Regions from separate parts of the Gossypium hirsutum genome. Here all the other regions are linked to region 2. Evidence: chromatin contacts called from public Hi-C data. All regions are on one chromosome and are shown on one strand. Each heading gives the region's core, a stretch centred on a gene start, on an enhancer-like site or on the middle of the called end of the contact. The rest is flanking DNA. Distances are from core to core; before and after follow the strand shown. Region 1 holds the start of LOC107899697 (54S ribosomal protein L37, mitochondrial). Region 2 holds the start of LOC107899707 (3-dehydrosphinganine reductase TSC10A). Region 3 holds the start of LOC107899693 (glucose-6-phosphate 1-dehydrogenase, cytoplasmic isoform).

What was found. A called contact is a pair of places that touch in the nucleus more often than the background predicts.
Region 1: a Hi-C map of leaf shows a contact between it and region 2, with 2.3 times the contacts expected there. The contact joins the promoter of LOC107899697 here to the promoter of LOC107899707 in region 2. A contact is called at or near these places in 6 of 34 Hi-C or Micro-C datasets (all in leaf).
Region 3: a Hi-C map of leaf shows a contact between it and region 2, with 1.7 times the contacts expected there. The contact joins the promoter of LOC107899693 here to the promoter of LOC107899707 in region 2. A contact is called at or near these places in 4 of 34 Hi-C or Micro-C datasets (callus and leaf).

Annotation. Positions count from the first base shown.
Region 1 is chrD04:16,751,466-16,754,990 of Gossypium_hirsutum_v2.1, forward strand. LOC107899697 (54S ribosomal protein L37, mitochondrial) reads right to left here and starts at 1,644. Exons shown (of 3, transcript XM_016825468.2): 1 at 1,479-1,644; 2 at 1,122-1,177; 3 at 1-36. The coding sequence starts at 1,149.
Region 2 is chrD04:16,608,177-16,611,272 of Gossypium_hirsutum_v2.1, forward strand. LOC107899707 (3-dehydrosphinganine reductase TSC10A) reads right to left here and starts at 1,253. Exons shown (of 4, transcript XM_016825486.2): 1 at 584-1,253; 2 at 305-452; 3 at 1. The coding sequence starts at 1,099. LOC107899705 (protoporphyrinogen oxidase 2, chloroplastic/mitochondrial) reads right to left here. Exons shown (of 19, transcript XM_016825477.2): 19 at 2,188-2,448.
Region 3 is chrD04:16,798,131-16,801,319 of Gossypium_hirsutum_v2.1, forward strand. LOC107899693 (glucose-6-phosphate 1-dehydrogenase, cytoplasmic isoform) reads right to left here and starts at 1,461. Exons shown (of 16, transcript XM_016825464.2): 1 at 1,288-1,461; 2 at 557-728; 3 at 319-404; 4 at 105-165; 5 at 1-16. The coding sequence starts at 709.

The DNA of each region.
Region 1 (3,525 bases), core at 394-2,893, 140 kb after region 2:
ATGATCTCATCTGATTTAATGCCATGATTTTAATCCCTGTAAAAATTTATGTCAATAATTGCAGAAATATCTTTAAAAAAATGAAGAAACGCATCTTTTGATTTATTTCATTATATGGGTGAAGCAAAATCATTAATAAAAACTAAACAACATCAACAGAGGAGTCAATCAATCATAAGTCATATACAGTAATCACAAGTCAATGAGCATTTGTTCCTTCTCCTTTTTTCTTTTTTTTTTTTGATAATAGAAGGGGAAATACATAAACTCCTTTTTAATTCACCCTACGATTATGGTAAAAGTAAATTGTATCCTCTAATAGTGAGTTCTTAGAGAATCTAATCACAACCACAATGGTTAAACACTTCATAGGATCCAGTTTTACTCCAACTATTCACTCTTGCCCATACCCAAGTTTGAGACATAGCAGACACCTCAAACAGACATGGGTATGATTCTTGGACCCTCCAAAAAGAGAGGAGGTAAACTTATAAACACTGTACACAGGTTGGATGTGGAAATGTGTTTGATACATCAACCTGGTTTAGAAACATGGACAGATAGGATCCACAGAGGACATTGTAGTTGTCACTTCAACATTTTGAGGAATGAAGTTTCTCAAAAAAGTTTGTATGCTAATTCATGAAATCAAAGATGCTCATTCATGAAATCAAAGCTACTAGATGACGAAATTAAGAAAAAAAATATAGGAAGGTTCTCAAGATTGGCTATTCCTTTAGTAGATAAGAACCAAAGAGTGCCTGGAAAGAGTTTCTTATCACATTCGCTGAAGCTGAAGAAGTTTTTAAAAAAAAAACAGGCATGAACGAGTCATAAATATTCAAGAAATATCGGCATCCTACTTTGCTTTCCAAAGAGACACTAAGACATGTAAATCTCCATTTATAATATATCCAATCCCTATCACAGCTCATTCATAGCATGACACTGGGCCTACGCAGTGCTCAAGGTAAACAATAACTTCAATATTGAAGGAGTATCATATCTTCATCCAACATCTTAACTTTAAGCGATGAGCAAATATCAAGGAGAAAGAATGCAAGTGGACTCAAAAGTTCACACCAGAAAATTCATACTAATGGAAAATGCTTCTAACTTACAAATTTTAATAGGACCAGCATTGATCATGTATCAAATCATCATTCAAGTCCAAACTCTGAATACCATGGAAACAAGATTTAAGCTTCTTAAAACAATTCGCAACTATCAAATTAAATAAACGCTAAAAACTTTACAGAACTAAATCGACCAAGCATCTATTCAACAGAATATCAACTCAATCCCAGTAAAAGAAAAGAATTAGGTTTGGAATAAGAAGAAGAATTATCTTTTTGGTTTCTAAGAAATCAATTTTGGAAAAAGAAAGGCAAAGATTTCCCAGTTTTTTCTTTTTTTAATCTCAGTTTCAGCTATTTAGTAGTAACCAAAAAGTGCAATAGAAAATGAGAATAAGTTACCTTTCTCTAGAAGTTGTAAAGATGAACTCTTGAGCCGCCCTTTTCCGGAATGAAATTAAGGGATTTAGGGTTTCTGAGACGAAGCTAAAATGAGAGCTTGAAGACGAAGAAGAATTCTGGTTTGCTTATTGGACTGGACCGTGAGACTGGGGGATTATTTGGGTTCACCCATTTTGAGCTTATATATAAGGATGGGCCAGTCCAAATGAGACCCCGACTGGGCCGCTGTGAAAGCTCTGGCTGAGTCCTTTATTTATACATTTGAATGGTATCTATACCAAGGAAGCCATAAGGTCCAGTTGTTCCCTTTTTCTGGCTCTATTCCTTTTACACAACAATTTACTTTAATTTTGATATAATTTGGTATCTCAATTTTTATAATATTATACTTTAATCTAATTAAAATAATTATGTAAATTTTTAAGAATTATTAACACCATTAAAATTTTCCATTAAATTTAGGTCCATTGAATGTCATTTTGTTACCTGGGTGAGTATTTCTTTTTTTTTTTTAATTTCAAAATATCATACTAAGGAATTTAACATAGGAATTTTAACGATGTTAACAAATTCAAAAAGTAAAATAATTAAATTCTTAAAAATATGAATACAAAGATTAAATTACAAATATTACTCTAACCCTGTTGCAACTTTTAATTTTTTACTCTATAAATTAATTAAATAATAATCAACTAATACAAAGCGTGTGTGAAGCAAGTTAAATGGTCATTTTATATCATCTTTAAGATTCTTTAGTCATTTTTATTTTTGTAAAAAAAAAAGCAGTAAGTGATTACATTAAAAATTAGTCAAACTTATGTAAAGGTATCACTATCAAAAAGTAAAACCCCTTGTACTAGAGGGGTTCTTCAAACAACATCAAAATTGAGGGACCTCTATTCATGCACTTGGCAATTCGATCAGCAACCGCATTCTGAGCGCTCGGTATATGATGAATTCTAACCTTCCAATCTTCCACCTTCTAGAGACACCACTAGAAGCGCATTATCACATTCTAGCAAGGGCGAAGCCAGGAAAAAAATTTAGAGGGGTTGAAATTAAATTGACTATATTTTTATTATTTTTAAAGGATTAAATTTTTTTTATCATTTTTAAGGGGCGTGCAATTTTATTTTTACTAATTTAAAATTTTAAAAAACTTTAAAGGCCAAAATGGTAAATTTTCTATTTTAGGGGGGGCCAAGGCCGAGGCCTCTGCCAGCCCCCTAAATCCGCCTCTGCATTCTAATTCTAGCTGCCTGTAATATTATTTCCATGCTACGCGCAGACTTTCAATTATGGCTCTTGCTTCAATTCGAAAATTTGTTTCCTTACCCGCCATCATTGAAAATCTATACAATCTGATTAAATGCTAAAAATACATGTTTTATGTAATTTAATTGGTCAATTTACGAGAACGCACCACTGATTTTCTCCATTTTATATTGAATTTTATACAGAAGTGCAATTTGGGGTCAAAAGAGAAAAAGGAGAAGCAATTGGGCTAGATTGAAGAAAGGAGCAAAAAAGGCGGGCCAAAATAGAATTTTTCCAAGTTGTAATTAGCTGAAATTTTATTTTGACTTAGTGGGAGATTATGTAGGGATTTTTTTTATATCATAGGAATATTTTATTTCCTTGATTTTCTATGGCTAGTGGCTCTTAATTTAACAAAGCCACTAGTATAAATGGGAGGCTACTTTGTTCATTTAATCATCAAGTTTTCAATCAAGCTTTCATCCTTTGAATATAATCTCTCCTTCTTTCTCAAAATTATTTGTTGTCTTTGGTTTTTTTACTTTCAATTTATTAATTTCTAGCTTGTCACCAACCTACACTACTTACATTTTTCTTTTCCAAACCTTTTTCTCATTCCGTGTAACCTAAAACTATTCCACATATTAAGTCACCCACTTTTTACCATTTTAACATTTTTTCCATCCAACCTACTCAAGATATGACCAACCCCAATATGCCTCAAGCCTTAGTTAACTAAACCCATTTCAGCTTCAAGTCGGTGTTAGCTTCGTCAAGATCAATGAGTTAC
Region 2 (3,096 bases), core at 3-2,502:
TCTGCAAAAGGTCCGCTCATAGTAAATAAAATGCAAATGCTCAATAAATAACACAATGAGCCATACATGTCTCGAAATCAAATTTACTATTGAGAAACACAATCAAGAGTGAGAGGCCAGCATCATGTTCCATAAACCAACAAAAGTCATCAATTATTCGCGCTCAAGATAAACTGAAACTGATTGCTTATAAAGTGAAACGATTACATCTCACAACTTCACAAAATGCAACTGTCTGATTATAGTAAATACAGGTTTGATGCCATTTAACAATATAGAAGGCTCAAAGATAAGGATCTCAAACCTTTCTCAAAACCAGGAGTGTCGGTATCAGGAGGGTATACAACAGAGACATGGATATTATCCGCAATAACCTCCTGCTGCAATGCTTCTGCTAATCCCCGGAGCCCAAATTTACTGGCAGAGTATGCTGTGTAACCATAAATTCCTACCTAAACATCCACACTACAGAGCTCAATTAGAAAGCAAGAAGGGAAATCATTTAAAAGCAAACAAAAATTTTATAAAGAAAAAACAATCAACAAATGTTAGAAAACCCAATTCAATGATTTCAGATACTGACCTGACCAGCTTGGGAAGAAATAAGAGAGATGGAAGCGGGCAAACGGTCCTTCCTCTCCTTCATCAGCGGCAAAGCAGCTTTGATGACATTAAAACTCCCCATGAGATTCACATCTATCATAAACTTGATCTCATCCAATCCCTGCTTGTCAAGCTCCTGAGGCACAAAAACCCCCTGGTTAACTACCAGGACATCGATGGGTCCGGCATCGTTAACCGCCTTCTGGACAGCGTCGTAGTCACGAACATCAGCAGAAAATATCGAAACGTCGAGGCCGGAGGAACGGCGAATCGATTCTTTGGCTTCTTGGAGTTTGTTAAGAGATCGAGCTAAGAGTGAGACTCGAGCTCCTTGGGAAGCGGCTTGGTGGGCTAAGGCTAGCCCGATCCCGCTTGACCCACCTGTTATGAAGACGTGGCGGTTCTTTATTAGGATAGTGACTGGGCGGGGGCGGACGATAAAGTAGAGGAGGAGGAGGAGGAGGATAGGGAGCAAAATAAGAGAGAGTAACACCATTACCGGCGGTGAATCACGGCGACGATTCCTGGCGGTGAATGATTGCGATTCTGGTATTACGCTTTTAGATTTTGAGCTTGACTTTCTTTTATAGCAGAAACTAGTATGTATGCTTCACCGCTCGACATTACCGAAGCTATTTAATAATCATCTTTTATAGAAATTTAATAATCATCTTTTATAAAAATTATAAAAAATAGAAATCAAGTAATAAAAATTATTAAATTTTAATAAAAAAAATATAAAAATATATTTAAAAATTATAAAATCGTAAAAAATCATAAAATATATAGAAATATAGAAAAAACTAGAAAATTTTATAAATTCATAAGAAAATTATAAAAAATTAAAGAAATATAAAATTCTTAAAAATAATATAAAAGTTATTGTATAAAAGGAAGCATTTTATAATTTTTCTATAACTTTATTTTTATTTTTTATCATTTTTTGTCACATGTCACGCTATGTTGCGACACATAATGATTTTAACTAAAAAGAAAAACTAGGGCTCATTAACTTTAACGTCAACTGTCAAATAGAATTTTTGATGTATTTTATAATTTTTTTAATTTTTAATAAAATTTAAATATTTTTTATATTTTTATTAAAATTTAATAATTTTTATAACTTTTATTGATTTTTATTTTTTATAATTTTTTGCTACATGTCACACCGTGGTTGTGATACAAAGTGAGTTTAACTAAAAAAAATTAAGAACAATTAACTTTATCGGTCAAATAGATTTTTTAATGCATTTTAACAGTTCAAGTATCCACTTAAGTGAAAAAAAAAATAAAGAACTTAATTGTGTTTTAAAAAAATATATGAGGACCTTTTTAATATATTTTGAAAATTTAAAAACTCAATTGAGTGAAAAAAAAAAAGCAAGACTTTTTTTTTTAATTTGAGGGTTTTTTATGCCAAATTTAATTAATACTATTTATGATATTTTCATTTTAAAAAATATCAAAACATTAAGGAAATATTAATTTAAAATTATCCTCGCACGCACAAATCAATGAATATAAATGTTGGACGTAATTAATGTGAAGTCTCTTTTTCTTTGCTTTAATTTTTTAAATTTTGGGGGGCCGAAAGGAAGCATGGATTTCATATCAAAACAGCATTCTTCAGATTTTGCAGACACACAATAACATGACAAAACATCTCAACAAAATCAAAATACACCTCTAACATTCACAACTCTCCTTAACAATCATTACCACTGGAGCTCAATACATCTGATGTTGGTCGATTCCAAGGGCAACGAGTGGTTGTATGGTTTATCCTTCGCTTTCTCCGCGCTTATAACCGGGCTGGAACTAGCACAGAAATTGAGGGTGTATAAGCTGCATGTTCACACAAACTCTTAGCTGATGGCCAAGCAAGTTCTATGAGAATACCAGATCCAAAACCCTATCTTGGCTTACTACCATGGCTGCTCAATAGTCTATTGATGAAGTTTCCTAATGTCCAAGTGGATAGGGTGCTGCAAGGTGACGTTTCAACCCATGCAGGGAATTAGAGTTTTTGTCTTTGTATCTTCTTGGCTTCTAGCCTCTCTTTTTTTCCACTTAAAAAAGGATATTAGACACTTATCTGTATTTGAATATATTTGAACTTAGAGGTGTTAATGGGCCGGGTGGCCTGGCCCGGCCCAATGACCCGCTCGAAATATGAGAGGATTCGGATAAAAATATAGGCTTGAAATATGGGTTTGAGCAAAAAAACGAGACCCGTTTAGAAAATGGGCCGAACCTCGAGCACCACTTTTTTTGCCTGAGCCCAGCCCGGCCCGAATATAATAAATATATTTTTTTAATTTTAAAAATATTTTTTTATTTTTTTTATTTTTAAAATAAATTTTTGGTGTTTATTAAAAAAATGGGCCGGGCCGGGCCAAGCTCGAGCTTAAGAATTTTTTCCCGAACCAGACCTGGAAAAATTTCAGGCCCATATTTCGGGCCGGGCAAGGCCCGAGCCTAAGACAGGCCAAA
Region 3 (3,189 bases), core at 211-2,710, 190 kb after region 2:
CACTTACATATTTAACCTACATATAATTGCAATTGCTTGATAAAACTAACATGCAAATATGGGATTGAAGTGTGGTAAACATATGGCTAGAGCGCTGTACTGACAAGCTTCAAAAACTCTGACACATCTTCTGAGGGTGAACTGCTTCTCTCACCGAGAAGATATCTGCGGGTTCAATTAAAATGTCAGTCAAACCTATCATTTGTGATTTTGCATCATTCATCATAAAGTAAAACAACAATGAGCGACATTTATGGACCAAAGAGTGAACTGTAGACGTAGATTTATTCTTTTTGAAGGAGAGGATCCATGTCTCACCCGCGGATGCGGTTTCTCAACTCATCATCTGAAATCTTAGTCCTTGCATAGCCAAAAATGTGCACCTCATTAGGTGGTAGAAAGCCCTGCATATACACAGCCCCTGTCGCGGTTAGCATCCAATTGCATCATGTTCGACCTTTCGGCAAAGCCAACCGACAACTCCATAGGAAGTGAGACGTAGACCAATTTCATTTCAGTTTTAATGAAAAATATGAATGAATATATAGCACTTGACCTGGCAATAAAGATGAAAGAGAGCAGGGAAAGTCTTCTTCTTGGCGAGATCACCAGAGGCACCAAGAACAATGATTGAGAGGCACCCTGTTTCTGCCACATTATCATTGCTCCAAAACGAGTCACTCCTATGACTCCATTCACTCGATCCCATCCTCTAAGCTTTGTATGATCTGTATTCAAAGAAATGTCATCTATATACAAAAAAAGATAGTGAATTTGCCTTATATATATATATCATGATTTGGTTTAATTTTCCAGAACTGGAAAGACCTACAGGTAATCAGTTTTTTAGCTTGCCCAGGCTCTCAACACTAATATTCAATTCTCAAGTTATAATGCTTATAAAAGCAAGAAATTAAGATTCCTTTAGCTTCTCTTGGATATACCAGAAACATGCAAAAGAAACTTACAAAAAAATGCAAACTTTTATAGCATGGATCCCCACCCAGAAAGAAACAAACTTTCCATGAAAAACTCAAAACCCAACGCAGAATTCAAATCAAATGAAACAACCAATCAAAAAGAAGTAAAGAAAAACACTTTCTGAAAGGCAAGAACAAAGACAGAGTCGAGTTCGGTTTTGTTGTTTGAGTTAATGCTTGAAAAAAACTCACTACCCAACACAGAGTTGAAATGAAATGAAACGACCAATCAAAAGAAACTCAATAAAAACACTTTCTTGAAAGCAAGAATCAAGACCCCGGATCATATAAACCAAGTAAAACAAACCTTACTGCACAATTCAGATAAAACTGAAACCTGGGGTTTGAAGATAGAGAGAGTTTGGCTTGATGTAGAGTTAATGTTTCAAATTTTGGGGAAGCAAATTTCTGGTTTTAAAGCAGTAATTGTTCTACCAACAGTCTTATCTGCCTCTGATCTTAGCCACCCAAGTTTATAAGATATTTTATGTTCTTTGTCACACAGCACATTTATTTCACCGTATTTTTGTTAATTCCACGCTAATTTTTAGTTTATTCTATTTTAGGTTTGTTTGTACTAATGATTGATTTTAGTTGTAGTTATAAGAATGTGTTATACCTGGTATAGCGGACCTTACAGTATAATATGCGAATCTCATCTCATAGACTACTTGTAAAGAGCTTAACACATATCTTCAAATAGAATCAACAACACCGCGAACCCATAGTTAGTCCGCGAACCTCAGCCAGATAAACTATGCACATTTACTAAGGTTATATGAAAATCACGTGGAGGTTTAACGTAATTGATCGCTAATCGCCCTAACATGTCTCATCTTAAGACTTTACATTACCGTCATTGCCATCATGTAACTAAGTTTATTCCTATTATAAAAGGGTCATATAAATAACTCACAGAGTCTCATGTAGACACTCCATCATAATCTCCTAACTCTCTCAAACTGAAACCACTTCTCAATTTTCACTCCCTTCTCTGTTTAACCATCATCTTTTTTCCTTTGTTTACTGAATGTATTGATTGTAATTGTAATTTTATTTTACATTGTACTAGTTGATTTTAATTTATAATTATAATAAAAGATAAACATTTTGAAATGTTAATAAAAGATATTGACTTTTGTATGTTAGATAATTTTTGAAGTATGTCTATTATTTGGGTTTTTATATTTTTTACAAAATAATTGTTTTCTAAGTGAACAAAATAATTAGTTAAGAATGGGAGCATATAATTTTATATTTTCTAAATGAATCTATTTAGTTGGAACGTCCATGGTTTGGAGAATCCACTGAATGTTCGACATGTGCAGCATATGTTGCGTAAATACAATCCCCAGATGCTTTTTCTTATAGAGACAAAAATTGATGCTCAGGGGATGGATCAAATGCGTCGCCAGTTTGGCTTTTTTTGTGGTATAAATATTTCAGCTTTTGGTAGTAGGGTGGCATTTCGTTGGGTTGGAAATTGGGATATTAGGTTCATTTGCATCTGATTTATTCGGGTTACCATATTGATGTGGTTGTTGTTGATGATGTTACTGGGATGAGTTGGAGATTCATAGGGTTTTATGGGTCTTCGGTAGAACAAGCAAGCGCTGGCTCATGGCATTTTCTTCAAGATTTAGGGAGTAATTCTACTTTGCCGTGGATGGTGGCTTGGTGATTTCAACGAGATAGCATATGCTTTTGAAAAGCGAGGGGGTTGTCTTCGCTTTGATCGACAGATGGAGGCCTTCCGTTCAATTTTGGTCAATTGTAAGCTTCATGATCTGGGTTTTGAGGGGAATTGGTTCACTTGGGAATGGGGTCAGTTTTTGGACACTAACATTCAAGAACGTTTGGATCGTTGTGTTGTTACTCTTTTGTTGGGGGTTACTTTGTCTACTTGGGGTTGAACACTTCATAGATATAAGCGCCGACTAGTTCAAGAGGCTACGGCTCGATTGCATCAGGCCAAACCTTTCGATGACATCTTGGCTGAGATCATCGAGGTAAAATTGACTCTCAATCTAGAAGCTGATAGAGAGGAATTGTTTTGGGGCTAACGGGTACGAGTGAATTGGATGCGCTATAGTGATCACAGCACATTGTTTTACCACAAGTTTACCACTTCTCAGAAACATATGAATACGGCGACTTCCTTGTGGATGCTAATGGTTGTACTTGTACAGACATGGATGCTATGTTTGGG